Linked DNA regions of Rattus norvegicus: region 1 is linked to region 2. The links are chromatin contacts, called in public Hi-C maps. All regions are on one chromosome and are shown on one strand. Each heading gives the region's core, a stretch centred on a gene start, on an enhancer-like site or on the middle of the called end of the contact. The rest is flanking DNA. Distances are from core to core; before and after follow the strand shown. Region 1 overlaps Myo10 (myosin X). Region 2 holds the start of Myo10 (myosin X).

The links. A called contact is a pair of places that touch in the nucleus more often than the background predicts.
Region 1: a contact with region 2 is called in a Hi-C map of kidney, with 4 times the contacts expected there. The contact joins the enhancer-like site here to the promoter of Myo10 in region 2. A contact is called at or near these places in 10 of 12 Hi-C or Micro-C datasets (the A7r5 cell line, the Rat2 cell line, Schwann cells and 5 more).

What each region holds. Positions count from the first base shown.
Region 1 is chr2:77,941,603-77,944,302 of GRCr8, reverse strand. All of the region lies in intron 4 of Myo10 (myosin X), which reads right to left. Among named protein-coding and RNA genes, the nearest start is that of Myo10, 110 kb to the right of the region's middle. Within about 2 kb of position 1,437, at least 6 of the 93 cell types and tissues checked have an H3K27ac peak or open chromatin away from gene starts, as enhancers often do. A contact at or near this core is called in hepatocytes, kidney and liver, where this site is marked.
Region 2 is chr2:77,830,205-77,832,904 of GRCr8, reverse strand. It overlaps Myo10 (myosin X), which reads right to left and starts at 1,373. Exons shown (of 41, transcript NM_001401822.1): 1 at 918-1,373. The coding sequence starts at 938.

The sequences.
Region 1 (2,700 bases), core at 188-2,687, 110 kb before region 2:
GTCTTAATAGGTACACATCGAGCTGGCAAGTATTGCTGATTGGAAAAAAAAAAACAAGAAAGAGGCAGGTACTGGAAGTATAGCTCAGTAGGTAGAGCTCTTGCCTATTGTGCTGAAAACCTGGATTTGACTCCCTGTACTGCATAAACCAGGAATAGTTGTACAAACATGCAGGAAGTTCACAGTCATCCTTGCCTACCTAGCAAGGCCGATGCTACTATGTAAGACCTTGACTAAAAACAAAAGAAGCAAACAAAAGTCAAGAGAAACAAACTGGGGACATTTCCTGATTGAGATAGACAGGGTTTCTTAAATCCAGGTTATCACCCTCTGACACTCTGAGGTAGAAGTTCAGTCCTAGGGCTGGGCAGGGAGCATGCACAGCACCCCTGACAGACTTGGGGGTGGAGGTGGGGCAGTATGTGACAGAGAGGCTCTGGACAGATATGGGTATCAATGAGCCTACCAGCATGACGACCTGGATGCTGATAACAGTTTCCACATCTGTCCAAAGTTACCACGCTGTACACATGAAATCAGCGCGGTTGACTTTGATAGTTTTACTTTACATTGGAGAGAACAAAACAAATCTACCTCCAAGAAAAAAAAAAAAGTGGCTTCCAGACCTCAGCGTTGGCATAGGGCAGCTATGAGAGAGAGTTGTGAGAGGAAGGGCATATTTTGGGGTGACCATCATGAGCACTCAGAACCCAACCCAGGTTGTGAGGTACCAGGAAATGATACCTGGGGACTTGGAGAAGCTGCCCAGCTGGGATTGGGAGACCAGGAAAACTCTGAGGGGGGGAAAAAGGTAGAGAAGGGAAGAGACAGGATCGAGTAGGCTCAGGAGAAACATCAGAGACCCTGCTTCGACGAAGAGAGTGAGACAGCTGGAGAGAAAATCAGCCGTGGAACCTGATGTGCACATCCCCCCAAGCATGTAAGCATGTAACAGCTGGATACTTTTGATTATGCCAAATTACCTAAAGAAGAAATCAAAGTGTTCAGGGCAGTGAGGCTCAAAGAGCTGGGAGCGCTGTGCTCTGTAATCAGGAAGGAGGCGGGTGAACACCAGCAGCAGACTGTGCTCCAGGAACTGACTCTCCATGCACTGGCATGCTTGGGCTGCTAGCAGGACAGACTGCAGCTGGTAGTTCTAGATCCATGCATGCCTACAATGTCTGGTCCTTACATTCTCCCTTTCTCTGTTTGCATCTGCTGATCAAGCAACGCCCTTCCTATGAATCAAATTCCCAAACAACACATTTTTTCTTAAAACATAAATCAGATCAAACCTAATTTCTGTCATTTCCTAGTTGATGGCTAACTAAAGGGGCATCTCTAGCGTCTAAAAGACTATGTCCAAAGGTTAAACAAAGTCCTTGCATCATGGCTTCTGCAGGACGTAGCACTCGGTTGGAGCAGAGGCTAAAGTTCAAATCTCTGTCGTCAGTCATCCACCAGGTCCAAGCCTCATGCTCTCCACAGAGAAGGTTCTCCGAGCCTCTGTGAGGTTTATAACAAGAGGAGCTTTTCCACAGGGTTTGGTCCCATTCTAGACTGTCCTCACCCATACACATGTCCTTCACCTGCTTCCTACTGTATGTCAGTCACAGACCATGGCCTGTGTCACATAGTCCCATTCCAAGCAAACAGCCAACTCTCCTCAGCACCCAGCAAGCCACACCTCAAGAACCCAGTGATTCTCATACCATCCCACAATACAGAAGACACGGTTAAGAAATGGCTCCATTTTTGAAAACTCCAAACAGCAAGTAAGCGAAGAGCCAACACTTCCTCTGGATTACTCACCCCCTTTGACTGACAGTGAAGGCTGGCCGCTTACCACACACTGTCCCAGTGTGAAGCAGTACAGACAAGCCAGCCTTAGCGTTTTACCCAGGACAGAATTATAGGGGGCATTGTTTAGGACTGTGCTCTGTACAGGGCTCTGAAGGAAGGACGAAATTACACCAAAATGGAGTCACTCCTGACAAGTGCTGCACAATCGAACTGAAGCCTTATGGAAGCACATGAACTCCAGGCTCAACTAGGTTTTACTGAAATCAGGAGACTCCAGTCTGTCTGGGTCAATCTGAGCAGGAAGTTCCTCCACTTCAACCCTTACAAAGGTAGCCTGGGATCAGCCAGTCTGTGTGGTTCTCCTGTTTCACTCCCTGTCCCTCTCAGGAATTCCTCTGTTCTGCTCTGTCCCAGGGAGAACTCTCACTCTACCTAATGGTTTGAAGGTTGCCTCAACTCCTAAATTGTGACAAGGACTCAATGGCACCTACAAGTAAATGAGTTGTGATTTTTGTTTTTGACACTGCTCTACCATCTTCAGAGTTCACTCACATTCAAAAGAACCACAAGAAGCTAAACTCTCCTTATACACACACACACACACACACACACACACACACACACACACACACACACAGAGGGGAGGGGAGAGGGAGAGGGAGAGACACTAAGGTCACTGTCAAATGTAGAAGGCCAACCAAGGATTCACACTAACCTTATTAATACATGGGGGGTGGGGGAATCCTTACATGAGTTTTAAAGTCACATATATGTAACGTCATATACTTAAGGTTTATGATAGCATAAGCTTCCACTTAAATGTCCATTAAAAAGTAGAATTTAGGGGACTGGAGAGACAGCTCAGCAGGGTAGGGCACGTATTGCTCTTGCAGAGGA
Region 2 (2,700 bases), core at 124-2,623:
GAGGGAGGCAAACTCTCACTACTCTGGTTTGCTGGAAGATTCCAAAGCTGTCCTGGATTCACAAAATATCACCCTGACTTTCAGCAAAAATCTCATCAGCCTCCCCCAAGTCAGCTAAGTTTACTCTGAGCCACTTCAAACCTCAAAACTTAAACAGAATTTATTAAATAATCACAACCAAGAAAGGAATCGGTGCCAAGAAACCAGAGCGGCTCTCCATCCCAGGGGGAAAAGGAAACTTTCAAGTCCCGTCTCAAGTAACTATGGTGTCCCGCCCTCAAAGACCCTAAAGCGAGCATCGGTTTCATCTTCTAAAATAACCATTGTTTGCCTTAAACGAGTTTTGTTTAAACTCGAATTCACGATCTACCAAGAAAACGGTATTAAAAACAGGATCATCTGTCTCGTGCTCTGAAATTATCCGCAAACCGGACCTGAGCGGCGCTGGTAAAGTATGGACCCCAAACTTGAAGGCCCAGGGAGGCAGGGCACTAACTGACTGGAGCCAGCCGGCCGGCTCACACTTCGTTAGCCGGCTCCTCTGGAAGCCACAGGAAGCCCGCACGTTCGGCAAAGGAAGTCCCAGACCTTTCTTGGAGCAAGGCACGTCCCGGCTGCGCCTTTTACCGCGTTTCCTGCACCCGGGCCGACCTCCCCGCAGCTCTCCCCCGCCCGGCGCCCGGGGACTCACCTGGCGCGGCGTGTCAGCTAGCCACCCACGCCCGGGGACATGCGAGCGCAGGACAAACTCAAACCTGCCTAGGCTTACTCATCCTAGACTCGGGGCCGGCGGAGGGAGTGGGGTTTCAGGAGACTCCCACAAAGTTTCCCCTCCTGGGACGCGCAGGCGCCGGCCGGGGCGCGCTCGGTGTGCGGGTCCCGGTCCTGGTCTCAGCCAGGTCCTCCCCGCCACTCACCTCGGGAAAGAAGCTGTCCATTGTTCCGGCGCCCGCACCTTCCCAGCACCGCTCCAGTTGCGGAAGTCAGAGCAGCGGCAGATCCCGGGAATCCACGCGTGTCACGGTGCGCCTCGGGGCGACTCCAGCCCGCGGAGCCGCCGCGCTGCCATCCCCCGGTCGCTGCTGCTTCTCCGCACCTTTTGTCCTCGTCTCGGACCTCCTCCGTCCCAATTGCAGCCTTTGTCTCTCCTTCCTCCAAGTTCCTCACTTCTGGGCGAAGTGCTCCCGGGCGGAGAACAGCTGGTGGCACATTCTTCCCCGGCTGGGGGAGGGCGGCAAGGGGCTGGCGACCCGCCTTCCTCCCTCTGAGCTCCGCCGGGGGCGCTCGGTCCCAGAGGGGGTTGGGTGGAGGACAGCGGATCACCAGCAAGCCAACAACGGTGAGCACTCCGGCCCCAGGCGCGGCTGGCTCTCGCCAGCTCCTGGGTCTCGCTTACCCCTGTGCTCTATCCGCCCCGCCCTCAAGCCCCGCCCCCGACACGTAGCCACGCCTCCTCTGGACCTGGACCCGCCCCCGGAACCTGAGGAGACTGAGCGCCTGCTCTCAACTACACACAACCCCGCCCACTTGGCGCCTGGTTACGCCCACTGTAGCCCCGCCTATAGCCTGCTCGGGCTTCTCACTTGCCGCGCCCTCTCCCAAATACCACCCAGACCACGCCCACCGGATGCGCGGCCCCGCCCCTAGGAGCCCTACCCTCTGCCTTCCCTGAGTGCGGCGGGCGCGCGGGATTCTGCTACCACCTAGATCAACCCTGAATCCCTGGAGCCGTGTCCTTCTCCTGGTTCTTCTCAACACTTGTCTAGGCTCCATTAGATGACTTGACTCTTCCCTCTAGAGACTAGATAGTTAGGCGTGATTGAAGGGGGGCCCTTCGGGGGTGAATGTTAGACACTCCCAAGAACCTGCTCCACGTGGATCTCATCAGTGCGGCTCTACCGTTGTGCGATCCCCGGGACAGGAAGCGGAAAACAGAGGAATCTGAACTTTTGAAAGCTGCTTTTCCGTGTCGAGTTTCTCTGCCCCAAATCGGTTTTGTGATAGCCGCAGGGAAATGTTTTGTACACGGGAAGGGGACGCGTCCTATAGCACCTTAAAACTGTAACCTCTTTTTCTGGACGTAAAGGAAATAGAGCAGATGGAAGGGAGATGGGTAAATGCTCTCGTTCACCAGGAATCAGCCCTGGTTCTCACCAAGACAACCCCTCCATCTTTATTATGGCCAGGAATCTGGGGATCCTGTAGCACAGACTGGGATTCCTAAGTCTGCTTTCCTAAAAGGAGTCCAGATGGCCCTCCAAAGGTGGTGCTAACTCCAAACAGCGCAGAAGGAGTTTCCTTCTGCAGCGGTTTAGCAAGACCAGACAATCCAAGTATTAGATCTATGAACCCTTTGAACCGACCACTGGGTGTAGTCAGACTTACTTACTCGGGAGTCACAGCTGGTCTAGCAGCGGATTGTTTACTGGCATACTGGGAACAACAATGAACTGACTTGAGAAGTTCCCTTTAAGGGATTTGTCAACTGCTAGCAGTTTGAGAAAGATACTTTCCAGGGAAATGATACACCCTCACTCTCCCAAGCTGCACCCTGCCTGGTTAGGTACTCGCTTCTTAGGTTTATTTCAGATGTTGTAAGATTAATCGCATATTATGGCTTTTTCTTGATGTCCTATTCACCTGCAGGGAGGGTCGAAGCTTGTAGAGGAAGGGTGTTGTGCTCAGGCTGAATGCAATGGC